2 separate regions of the Mus musculus genome follow, and region 2 is linked to region 1. A link is a contact called in public promoter capture Hi-C data. All regions are on one chromosome and are shown on one strand. The core of a region is the stretch at or near the end of the contact, and the rest is flanking DNA. Distances in the headings are between cores, read along the strand shown. Region 1 holds the start of Tdrkh (tudor and KH domain containing protein). Region 2 has its middle 17 kb from the start of Cgn.

Region 1 (6,612 bases), core at 1,536-4,035:
ACTGATATAAATGTGCTCCCCCTAAAAACCTAGATTAAAAAAAAATCAAGAGAGAGAAGAGACTAGTATGGAAATCTCATTGCCAGGAGCGAATATAAACTGGTATTAGAGATGGATTTTTATTTTTCTACTGGTATTACAATTTGCATCTGGAAGTGTAGCTTAATAGTAGGATCCCAAGTCTGTGTCTTAAGGTCCCAAGCTGCAGCACCCCCACAACAACCACAGAATCTTGCACAAACATTTGCATCTGGTCTTATAGAGGTCCCCAATTTGATCCCCACACCCACATCAGGTAACTCCAACTCCAGGAGATCTGACACCCTTTTCTGGCCTCCACAGTCATCCACACACATATATAAATAAAAGTAAGTTAATCTCAGAGAAAAAGATACTGTATATTTATCTCTTGCCAATTTACTCAAATTAATAGAGTTCCAATATAGACTTGGTTCTGAGAACATAGTAGACAAGAAAAACTTAGCTGTTTTCAAGGAACTTTTTGGATGACAAGGGAGGCGTGCATACCCTAGAGGAAAATCAAAGTAAGTCCAGCTCGATGTATTTTCATGTTCTTATTTTATGCTACATTTGATCTCATAATTCATGTTATATGGCGTAGAAATCAATTTTAGAACTGGGCTGGATCTTAAAAGATTCTTTTGTTCCATTCATGTTAAAACTGAGGAAACTGGGGCTTAGAAATATAAAAAGATTTTCCTTAAGATAACTAGTCCACCAGTTTTAGAATATGCAAGGGAAATAACTGTTCTGAAGGTCAGTCATTAGTGTCTCTTTATAGAAGCCCATAGCACTAGTTTTTCAGTTTTGAAACTATCAGAATCATAGTTAAGAATATCTGATATTTTTCTGAATCTGCATCCAAATTTCCTAAATCCTGACTTTCACAGTGTCCCAAACTTACATTCTCAGCACATGTCAGGCTGCTTTTTAATCACATTTATTTATGTCCATGCAAGTAAGTGTCCTGGCATGAATACAGAGGTTGGAGGACATTTGGGAATCAGTTGTCTTGACAACTGTGTGTCAAGACAGAAGTGTGATGGTCAGTGGACAGTTCTGTGGAGTTGGTTCTCTCTTAGTCTCAATCGTCATTTTTGATGATTGACTTCATCAAGTTTCCCTTTGTTGCATTAACCATCTTATTGGCCCCTGTAATTCTTGATTAATGACTCTGTCTGTTATGAGAATGAACTGAAAGTAGTAGTAACAGACCAATAGATATCTAGTGCATGTATCCATAATAGAAAAACCAGAGCATGAATTGGTAGTACAAATACTGAAGACCTAGCAATTGATTTATGGTAAGGTAGAGGGCAAAGTAAAGGAGTTAGTTATAAAGTTTCTGAATGGGACACCTGGTAGATGGTATGCCAGAAAACACTGATTTTTGTGGACGGAGTATATGTCACAGGGTAAATGCCTGTGACGAGGACAGGTTTGCTGGGTGATATCCATTTGAACCAACAGGCAAATCTAACCAGATATTACAAGTAAATTTGTGCTAAGTGTGTTACTAAGGGATAATATCATAAGGGATAGGCTAGTGAACTCAAATCAGGCAAACCAACCAGGATTTTACTTAAAACACCAAAGCGGTCTGAGCCTGGTGTGACAACACATGCATATAACCCCAACAGAGAGGAGGTGGAGACAGAAAGAACTAGAGCCTAAATTCATTCATAACAAGTACAAGGCCACTGTGGGTGACATGAAATCCTGTTTGGGAGTGGTGATGGTAAGGAAGCCAGGTGTCCAATCTCCCAAATACCAGTACCTGAAAGGTGGAGGTAGAAGGATCAGCAGTTTAAGGATGGCTACAGGACAAGTTCTTGACCAGTCTGGGTTAACTACAAGAGATGTCTCAAAAACCAACCAATCAGCTGGAGAGATGGCTAAGCGGTTAAGAGCACTGACTGCTCTACCAGAGGTTCTGAGTTCAACTCCCAGCAACCACATGGTGGCTCACAACCATCTGTAATGGGATCTGACGCCCTCTTCTGGTGTGTCTGAAGACAGCAGCGATGCACTCACATATATAAAATATATAAACCTTAAAAAAACAAAAACAAAAACAAAAACCAACCAACCAACCAACAGGCAAATCTAACCAGATATTACAAGTAAATTTGAGAAAGGAAGATTGATAGACAATCAATCCAATCTAGAGCGTTCTGGTGCTGGCCTGTACTGTACTTCCACCACTTCAGAGGCAAGGGCTGGAGGATTTTGAGTTCAAAACCAGCTGACTGTCACAGGCTCCGCCACTAAAAGAAAACAAAACACCTTGCAACAAAACACCCTGCAGCTACAAACAGTCACTGGACTAAGTTGAGGAAGGTAAAAGGCAAATTAATAAAAGGTCCCTCGTTTCAAAGAGAGCCGGCTTAGGAGTGCTGAGTTGTGGTGAACGTCCTATCAATCCTGGGGGCCTAGCTCCCCGGCCCAGAGCCCCTGATCTGAGTCTGGTTATTAGCTCCCAGCACAGCTGCCCCACGCGGTGATCCGCGAGGGCCTCACTCCTAGCCCCCAAGTGTCCCACGCCTCCCGACCCTCAGTCCCGCGCTTCGGTCTTCCAATTGCCAGGGTCCCTACCGCTCTGCTTCTCCCACACCCCAAACTTCCCTCTCGCGCCCTGCCTTTACCGCTCCTCCAGAGTTGCGCGCTCTGCGCTTCGCCTCGCACCTCACCCCCGCCGCCGCCGCCCTGTCGCTCCCTCAGCGCAGCCGCCTAGCGGGTCGCTTTTCAGCAGCCGCTTGTTCCGCCCCCGCAGCGCATCCTCACCAATCAACGCTCACTTTGAAGTCTGACCAATCGCGCTCCTCCGCCGCAGCCAATCCTTCTGCGGACTGCCGTGAGCGACGTGGCTGGTGCGCGCTCAAGTCCAATTACCCGGATGAAAATCCAAGCCCGCCCACGTCCACAGCCAGTTAGAGCCCGGGGAAGCCGATGCTTTTAATGGAGCTCGCACCTGCTGAGAATTAAACAGCCAATTAGAGGCTTCTGGAGTCCTCGGTCCTCCTCTAGGAGGTTGTGCTGCTTTAAGCCGCGAGGGACTTTGGCGCTCCGAGGGTCGGGGGATTGGGTCACTCGTGGGTGTCCCGAGGCCTACGGAGTCATTCCGCGGCCAGCGGCCTTGGGGGAAGCCACCTCCTGATTGCGGCGCCACTTTATCTGTTAAGAATTTCTGCCTGGATGGACCCCCTACCCCCATCTTAGCCAGGGGACAGGAAAGCAACTATGTTAAAGGAGTGAAATGGGGGCGGGCGCTGCACACGCCACGTGGACCGAAAGTCACCGTGGCCACCACCTGGGTAAGGCAGCTATGGGAGGAGCGCGCCAGCAGGGGCCCCCTGCCTTGCCCCGGGGCCGTGGACCTGTGGAAGGGGGAGGATTTGGCAGGCAGCGGTTTGCTTGAAAAACTGAATTCCAGCCGCCGTCTGGGTCGTTCCCGAACCGTTAGGAACGGTTGGCCCTGCTACCACCTTCACTTTGAGGCGAGGGCACAGTCGCTCCGAGTCTCCAGGAGATGTTTTGTGCTGGCACATGATGAATACTCATTAAACATTTGTTGAGTGAACATAGCTAGCATTGTGTCTGACCCAGATGTCTTTGGGTCAATTTCCTATTATTATTATTATTACCACTACTACTGTTATATGTTGCTATGTTGTCCAGGCTGTTCTCAAATTTTGTTCCCTTAGGCTCTTGAGTAGCTGGGCTTGCAAACATGCTCGCCTTCTAGTCATCCAAAATATATATTTGGGTAAATAATACATGCACTTTCAAGAAGATTCACAAGTAACAAAAGGTTATTGAAGAAAATGTCCCTTCAGAGGCAACCAGTACAACCAGTTTCTTGGGAAATTTTTCATCCCACACTTAAAATACACGTAAATGTATTTTTGCACAGCTGAAAACATGCTATAGATATAATTTTATAACTTCCTTTTTATATATGTTAGTGTTTCAAAGCAACTACCTTTCTGACTCTTAGTTAAATCTCAAGATATGACAGGGATATAGAAGATGTATTTAACCAGAACTTTTAACATGTTTACTTTTAAGCATACTTCACTTTGCACTTTAATTTTTTTTTTTTTTTACTTATAAGACACAGTATCTCTATATAGTCGTGGATGGCTTGGAACTCTTTGGGTGGACCAGTTTTGTTTTGTTGTTTTGAGACAGGGTCTCTCTTTGTAGATGAGGCTGGAATCAAACTTAGAGATGCACCTGGGCATGTATCACCATGCTCAGATTAATTTTGCTTTTAAATGACTATCCCCATGGTAACTACTTAACGAATACAAACATTAGCTCAAAGAATTGTGCCTTGTTATTTCATTTGAATGTACACAGCTTTGCAAAGATTTTCCCACAAACATTTTTTCCAGTTTTTATTCAGTTAACAATATTTGAAAAGGCTTTGATTTAGTATTGCCAGATTGCCTTCCACAGAAGTTTAAAAAGTTTTGCACCTACCAGGCATGCATGAAAAGGACCTGTATGATAGCATACTGACACCATATGTTGTCACACAGCCTGATTTTTTTTTTTTGGACAACCCAATAATAGAAATTAACATGTTATTGCAACTTTGATTTTCATTTCATTTATTGTAAGTAAGGCTGCATGTAATGTGTTTAAGTTGTACTTTATGCAAGTTGTTTACATGCTTTGTTAATATTTTACTACTTACTAAATCCTAATAGTTATTCATTGTACATATGTTAGAAGTAAGCACTTCCCTCTCTTTCAAGTTTACTCTGTTTTCCATTTTTATTTAAATCTTATTTTTATGAGTATTTTGCCCGCATGCATATATGTGCACCATGTGTGTGCCTGGTGCCTACAGAGGCTTGGATCCACTGGAACTGGAGTGACAAGTGGTTGTGAGCTGTCATGTGAGTGCTGGGAACTGAACCAGAGTCCTCTAGAGAATAGTAGCCAGTGTCTTAACTGGTAAGCAATCTTTCCAGCCTCTATTCTATGTAATTTCAAACTTTGTTTATGGTTTTGCTGTACAAGAGCATTGTGTGTGTGTGTGTGTGTGTGTGAAGCTAGAGATCAAACATTGAACACAGACACCTTCCTCAATCATTTTCCACCTTAAAAACAAGCAAACCAGCCAACTAACCAACCAGGCTGGTAAATAATGGTGCACACCTTTGATCACAACATTCAGACGGCAGAGGTAGGTAATCTTTGAATTCGAGGCTAGCCTGGTCTACAGAGTGAGTTCTATACAGCCAGGGCAACAAGGAGAAATCCTGTCTCAGAAAGCAAAACAACAACAACAAAAGCAAAACATAATACCAGACAGAGTCTCTCACTGAACCTGGAACTAGTGTTTAGGCTAGGCTAGCTGGCCAGTGAGCTGCAAAGACCAGCCTCATCCTTCACTCCCGAGACATTGCCTCAGGCTTTTTATGTGAGTGCACCAATCCCAACTTAGGTCTTCACGTTTACAGAGCAGGCCTTTAACTGGCTGAACCACCTTCACAGCTCCAGTAATTTTTATGTAGTTGAATTTATCAACATTTTTTAAAAATAACTTTTGGGGTTCATATCATTTAGAAAAGTCTTTCATTACTAAAAATTATTTTTAAAACCCTTGTTTTTCTTAAAAAAGACATTTTGTATTTTTGAACATATAAATTTTTGACTCTTCTGGAATTTATTATGGCATAAAGATGTGAGACAGATGTACAACTTTGTTTTACCCAACTTTTCATATGTTCTATATTTTTGAATACCACCTTTATACTATTCAAATTCTTACCTATCTTTGAGTCTATTTTATTTCATGGACAAATATTTTATCTTCATGTCTATCAGCATACTATGTGTAATCCTGGTGTGTGAAGAGACCAGAAGAAGGTGCTGGATTCCCAGGAACTGGAGTTACAGAAGGTTGTGAGCCACCATGAGGATGCTAGGAATCAAACCCAGGTCCTCTGCAAGAGATAGCAAGTGCTTTTGACAGCTGAGCCACCTCTCCAGCCCTCTCTTTAAGCCTAGTTTGCTCCAATGATCTATTCATATTCTAATGCCACTAATACATGCTATAAAAAATAATTCATAGTACATGTACAAATGATAAATGCACAGTTTGTTGGTTTGTGATGGGCTCTTTGCTCTGTAGCACAGGCTGGCTCGGAAGTCACTCTAGGCAATCCTCCTGCCTTACCCTCAAGAGTTCTGGAACTACAAGTAGGAGTTGCCATATGCCATTTTATATATACATATTTTTTTTCCAAAAATGGGTTATCTTTTGTAACCAGCACCAAATCAAGAAGAAATATTACCTATGTCCGAGAAGCCACCCATGAGCCCTTTCCTGCCAGCACTCTCCTCAAGAGGGAATCGCAGAATATGTACTCTCTTGTGTCTAGCTTCCTTTGTTTGAATTACTTAAGCAAGAGTCGGGCTTAATGTATATAAAGCTTGCCTATTTATTATTATTACTGTGTCCTAGTACATTGTGAAAATTGTCCATAATTTGCTTTTCTGTTTTATTGCTAATGTTATTTTTTATTGGAATTACATATTTTTAGATTAAAGAAACATTGCTGTATTTGTATAATC
Region 2 (6,612 bases), core at 1,268-3,767, 390 kb before region 1:
ACGATTACTGCTACTAGCTAAAGGACAAACTTTTTCTTTTCTTAGTTTCTTTAAATTATGTGTGTGGGTGTTTTGCTTGCATGCATGTCAATGCATCACTTGTGGCCTTGTGCCTGTGGAGACCAGAAGGCAGCGCTGCACACCCGAGACTGGACTTACAGTTTTGAGCCTTGTGTAGGTGCTAGGAATTGAACCCTGGTCCTCTAGAAGAGCAAGCACCCAGTGCTGTCATGTCAGCCCCTGAGGCATCTCTCCAGCCTCCTTCATTTCTAATTTAGTGTCTTCTTTCTGTTCCAGGATCCTATCCAGGACATTATATATATTTTTCATTTTACTTATTCATATTTGTTTCAGCTGCTCGGTTGTAGCAGAGGACTTTCTGCTGCTTGTGCACAGCTGTCATTTCTGATCATCTTGCTGAGTGGTCAGAGTGAGACTCCTTCTGTACCAGCCCTGTCCAGGACAGAGTCAGCCAGAGCTGGAATCCAAGCTGCTAGCCCTTGCTGCCTCCTGCCTCCTCCCTCTTCTCTAGGTTCTCAGAGATTCCCGTCTTAACTCTTTTTGTTCCCTGCACAATCTGACCTAAGCCTAGCAGTGACCAATCTTCTCCAAAGTCCAGTGTTATTTCCCAGCGGACCTTGCTGAAGGCTGGGCCCACTCCGCATAGTCCATCAAGTTGCGCTGCACTTAAGTATTTGTTTTAGATGTTTCATATTTGGGATAGGTACTAGGTTTGTTTGGTTTTTTTTTCCTTTGATTTTAAAATTTATTTTGATTTTATTTGTGCATGTGTGTGTCAGGGGTTGGGGGTAAGAATGCATATGCATGTAGGTGCCTTTAGAAGCCAGATGAGGTATCTGTAGTTACAGGCAGTCTGTGAGCTGCTAAATGTAGGTACTGGGACCCAAATTCCTTCCTCATGATTGAGCAGCAAGCCCTTTTAATCACTGAGCCATCTTTTCAGCACTGGCTTGGTTTTTATTATTAATACCATCATTTTTTGTTTGATATTTATGGTGTTTTACTTTCATGTATGCTTGTGCACCACATGCGTGCCTGGTGCCTTCAGAGACCACAAGAGGGCACTGAATCAGATGGAACTGTGGTGGGTACTTTATAAACGTGAACTGAATGAGTGGCTAAATCTATGTTGTCAGCTGATAAATCTATTCTGGTGAACTCATAGGCCTTTGCCATCTTATTATTATAGTTGATTTTGTTATTAGATTTTACTTTAGATTTTATTTACTTTATTATATGCATGTTTTGCCTGTGTGTATATCTGCATATATATATATATATATATACATACATATATACATACACTATATATATACATATACACACATACACACACTATATAGATATAGATATAGATAGATATAGATATAGATATAGATATAGATATAGATATAGATATAGATATAGATATAGTGTGTGTGCGTGTGTGCCTGTATGTATGTATGTATGTATGCCATGTATGTGCTTGATCCCCTGGGAAATCAGTCAGAAGAGGGCATCAGGTCCCCTGGAACTGGAGTCCCAGACTCTAGGTTGTGAGCTTCCATATGGTTCTAAGAAGTGAGCCTGAGAAGCAGCATGAACAACAGAACCAATTCCCCAGGCCCTCTGACTCCACTCAGTAGCCCAGGCTGCTCTAATTCACAGCTGTCCTCTGGTATTACAGATGTGAGCCACAGTGCCCATCTGGGTTTCCTAATTGGTAGTCTCTGGTATAATTCCAAGCAAAGAGTCACTCCTCACATTTGGGTGATTGAGGGCTGTGAGAAGTGGAGACAAGAACTCTGGGTTAGAGAGGTGACACGCTGGGGAAGCCCGTGCACCTACTTTGTGCCCTAATCAGAGATGAGACAGGCAGGCGCAGAGACCCGGAGAAAGTGGGAGACAGACTTGGTTTATGGATGAGAGGCCAGGATTGACAGAGTTGTCTTGATTTAGAAGCCAAAGTAGAAAGTATGAACGTGAATGAACCCCTGAGGGAGAGGAGCCAGGGACAGAGGAAAGACCTTCCCCACGGTTAGGGAACAGGGAAGAAACACCCAGTTCAGGGGAGGTCATGGGCCTGGTGAAGATTATAGAGCCCGCAGCAGTGGCAAAGGCAAGGAGAAAAGAGGATACACAGGTGGGAATAACCCACAAGTTACCGACGGGCAGCATCAAGAGTCTAACTTTTAGTTTCCTCACAGAAAGAAGCACAAGAACTTAATTCAGGCGGGCGAAACGCACTGTTTTGACTTCTGCTCCACACCCTGAGCCTGAAACAGTGTGGCACCAGGTAGCAGCAATTTATTAAATACGGCTGAATCGTGGCGAAGAACAGGACTTCAATCTAGATGCTAGAAGGATAGGCCGGCAGGACAAAGGAGCTCCTGTTTTCTCCTCGCCACGGGGAATGTTGAAATAGCAAAGACCTCACGCCTAATAACCTCAAGCAAGAAGCAGAGCTACTGGGGAGCCAAGGGCAGGAATCTCTCCAGCTTCCACACTGAGTAGCCGCTGCTAGCTGGCCCAGAATCCCCACTGAGCTCAGCCCTCTGCATTCCCGCTGAGCCCTGTGTTCAGTGAAGAGAGAGAGCCAACCGTGTAGTGACAAGATTGCTGTTAATGAGCTAGTGAGCACCTGCCAAGCGGGTGGGTAGCACGTTAGTTTTCTTTCCTGACTACTTTCGCAGAATTTTTTTTTTTTTTGTAAGTGACTCATCTTGTTTCATTACTCATAGTACAAATTTGTGAGCTAATAAGAGGTCAAAACTCAGGGAAAACAGATCCACCCTGTACCTCCAAATTCTACAATTGCTATCTTGCCTGTAGGAGGGATTCCATAGATGTATACACACATGGGAACTTTCCCACAGTACACTTTACATTTGAAGCTGTACCATTTGTCAAACATACTTTAATAAGCTATTTTCCAAAAAGAAAAAAAATTCCCAGTAAAAATTTTAAATCACACAACTTAGATATTTAATTTATATATGCTTATTTGTATATAAAATTCATCTAATTCATGTTTGTACTCAAATAAATTTGTTTTGAAATAAGATTTTTTTTATCCCCGTTCTGGTGCAAAGGAAGAAAGCCAGGGCCTCTCCCACGATACACAGTGCTCTACCTCTAAACTACATCATAGCTCTAAAATCAAGAGATTATTTTCAGGGAAAACAAAGGAAAGCCCAGAGAGACAAGACATAAAGCACGCCATTGTGGAATTTCTAGACATTCTAGGATAAGAACCTCTCCCTTTTCTGAGAACCAAAGGAGAAAAGTATTTTGTTAGTGGGGTTGAGAACTTTTGCAAACTTTTTGTTATTTTTATTTAACTGGTCTTTGTCTTGAATCTGCAGAAAACCCTCCTGGTTACAGCCCAAGGAAGGGATGACTTTCTCCTGGGAAAGCCGGAAACTCTGCATCCCTTTCTGCTGTCCCAGGACTCCATTGCTCTAGGTGTGCTATAGGATGTGAAAGACCAGGGTGGCCCACCCACTTTCTAGAAGAATCCAGGCCCCAGTTCCCAGTTTCTCTGCATCTAGAATGTAGCAAGCAATCAGAACTCCACAGAGGAAAGCTTCACAGGACTTTCTGAAGAGTGTTGGAAATCTTCTCCCCAAATTTAATCACCAGTGGCCAAGCTTTAACAACTCCTGGTTGGGTCTCCATCATTGCAGTCTTTGGGGTTTGATAACAGACCACAAACACAAACACTTCTGGGTTCTGTTTCAAATCCTAGAGACAAGTTGGTTGAGGTGGTGGTTCTTCTTCTTCTTCTTCTTCTTCTTCTTCTTCTTCTTCTTCTTCTTCTTCTTCTTCTTCTTCTTCTTCTTCCTTCTTCTTCTTCTTCTTCTTCTTCTTCTTCTTCTTCTTCTTCTTCTTCTTCCTTCTTCCTCTTCCTCTTCCTCTTCTTCCTTTTCTTCTCCTCCTCCTTTCTTTTCTCCTTCTCCTAGATTTATTGTGTATGTGATATGTCTGTACATCACATACAATGAAGTGCCCAAAGAAGCCAGAGGCCAGAAGAGCACATCAGATCCTTTGGAACTGGAGTTACAGATGATGGTGTATTGCAGTTGTGGTAAAAACTGTACTCAGGTCCTCTGCAAGAGAAGTCAGTGTTCCAGACTGAGCAGTGGGAGTGCACACCTTTAATCCCAGCACTTGGGAGGCAGAGGCAGGCGGATTTGAGTTCGACGTCAGCCTGGTCTACAGAGTGAGTTCCAGGACAGCCAGGGCTATACCCTGTCTCAAAAAAACAAAACAAAAAGGAGGAGGAGGGGGGGGGAGAAGAAGAAGAAGAAGAAGAAGAAGAAGAAGAAGAAGAAGAAGAAGAAGAAGAAGAAGAAGAAGAAGAAGAAGAAGAAGCAGCAGCAGCTAGTGTTCCTAACGGTTGAGCCATTTCTCCACTCCAGCCTGGCTGCTCTTGCACACCCCAAAACAAAAAGCTCTCCTATTAAAGGGGCAGGGGGTTAGGTCATGCACTTGTGTATTTATTTGTGGGAGGAGATATGCCACCACATACATGTGAAGGGCAGAGGACAAGCTGTAGGTGTTGGTTCTCTCCTTCCACTGTGTGGGTCCTAGGGATCAAACTCAGGCCGTCCAACTGAGGTCATCAGGTTTGGCAGCTGAGCGCCTTAACTTTTTGCATTGTTGCTTACTTTGGTTTTTGAAGTAGGGTCTCATGCTGTAGGTCAGCCTAATCTCACACTTGTACCAATCCTCCTGCCTCAGTCTCCTGAAAGCTGGGATTAGGCATGCCCTACTGCTTCTCGGTTTTGACTTGAAATTCAAAGTCTTGAGAGTTTCAGCTGCCTGAGGAGGTGGGTAATAAGTCAATATTTACTTTGTACACTGGAGTGGTGAGCTTTATGTAGCTCATTCATGATTGTGGAGGATAAACTGAGCTCTAGGAAAAACTAACTTCTTCAATCAACAGGCCTAAACGACAAGAGGCACGGGCCAAAGGTGCCTGTCATTATCTTCCCGTCTTTCAGGCTTTGTCTCAAAGCCACCTCCACAGAGGAACACCCTACCCAACCCCCACCTCTACATCTGGTCCTCCTGATCTTACTCTTTAAAGATACTTTTATTGCTGTTATCAGCCTCTGAATATATTTATTAATCTACCTGTGGTTTTTGTTTTGCTTTTTATAATACAGTCTCCATGTGACATCCCCGCCCCTCTCCGAGTTTGAGGTCAGTGAGGGCTAAATAGTGAGACCTCTCTCTCTCTCTCTCTCTCTCACACACACACACACACACCATATCACAGAGTGGGGAGGGGAGAAGAGCAAGAGGAAGAAGAACAAGAAGAGAAAGAAAGAAAAAGAAGAGGCAGAGGCAGGAGGAGGAGGAGGAGGAGGAAGAGGAGAAGAAGAACAAAGTTGTTCTTGAAAGGAGCTAGCATTGAACTTGTCATGATTGTCCTGCCTGAGCCTCTTGTGATGTGATTACAGGTTGCACCACCACACAACCAGGAACTGAGGTCTTACCTTCTGTATCACAACAATAATGTAAAATGGTGTCCTCCAAAAGCTGTCACCACCTAAACCCAGGAGGCTCTTCATTTGTTATCTTACAAGAAAAAAGGTATTGTCAAGGTGTGACTAAGTTAAGGATTTTGAACTTAGGTTTGGTAGCCCATGCCTGTAATCCCAGCACTTGAGAGGCTCAGGCAGGAGGATTGCCACAAGTTCAAAGCTAGCCTGGGAAATGCGGTGGGTTCATGGCAACCCCAGGCTACATTTGAAACTCTATCTAGAAAAGAGAGAGAGAGAGACAGACAGAGAGAGAGAGAGAGAGAGAGAGAGAGAGAGAGAGAGAGAGAGAGAGAGAGATTTTTTGTGAAAGAGATCTTGAGATAGGAGATTATTCTGGAAGGAGAAAGGAACTTCATACTCAGAGAAGGCTCAGTCAAATTTAAGGATGCTTCTGAATATATCAGCCTATTAAATTTAGCAGAGTTTATTTGAGCAAAGACCAATTTGTGAATGAGGAAGCACTCAGGACTAGAAGACATCCAGGCTTTTATAGGCTGCACACAGAAGCAAACTAGAAAAATGGCTTGATTGGCCAGAGGCAGGTGCCTGCCTTATTTGGGTATGGTGTGACAAGTTGGTAGCCTGTGATTAACTGAGACTCAGCTCCCGCGTGGTCCTGAATTAGGATTCAGTTTGCTTACATGCTAACTTAGGTTACAGTTTGTTACTACATAGGAACTCGAAATATGGAGACTGCCTGAGGCTAATGACCTCTCCTTAATTTAACAATGCTACCTTGCTGGCTTTAAAGATGTTTAAGAGGGCCAGGAGCCAAGGAATGTGGAGAGACAAAGAGGCCAGTCCTCCCCCGAACCTTCAGACTACACAGAGCCCTGCTGAAAGTGGGAAGCTAGGATTTTTGGCCAGAAATGTGATATAATAAATTTGTGGGTTTTTAAAGCAATTAAAATTGTGGTGATTTGTTGTAGTACCCGAAGGAATTTTATGCACACGCAGTCCCTAGCAAGCAGCGGGTACCTCATAAATGGGTGTTTCTTCACTAACTTCATTGTATCTTGAACCTCAGTCAATATTTTAAAGATTTTTCATTTAACTTCTG

What was found. Promoter capture Hi-C pulls out the DNA fragments that hold promoters and counts their contacts.
Region 2: a promoter capture Hi-C map of the HPC-7 cell line shows a contact between it and region 1. The contact joins the enhancer-like site here to the promoter of Tdrkh in region 1. A contact is called at or near these places in 16 of 39 promoter capture datasets (the 3T3-L1 cell line, 3T3-L1-derived adipocytes, the C10 cell line and 10 more), 2 of 115 datasets of contacts at active chromatin or transcription factors (craniofacial prominence and pancreatic cancer cells) and 1 of 9 other capture datasets (embryonic stem cells).

Annotation. Positions count from the first base shown.
Region 1 is chr3:94,409,417-94,416,028 of GRCm38.p6, reverse strand. Tdrkh (tudor and KH domain containing protein) reads right to left here and starts at 2,785. Exons shown (of 14, transcript NM_001357711.1): 1 at 2,667-2,785. It overlaps 1700040D17Rik (RIKEN cDNA 1700040D17 gene), which reads left to right and starts at 3,074. Exons shown (of 2, transcript NR_152121.1): 1 at 3,074-3,335; 2 at 5,863-6,612.
Region 2 is chr3:94,800,271-94,806,882 of GRCm38.p6, reverse strand. No RefSeq gene overlaps it. Among named protein-coding and RNA genes, the nearest start is that of Cgn, 17 kb to the right of the region's middle. Within about 2 kb of position 2,517, at least 58 of the 459 cell types and tissues checked have an H3K27ac peak or open chromatin away from gene starts, as enhancers often do. A contact at or near this core is called in 3T3-L1-derived adipocytes and pancreatic cancer cells, where this site is marked.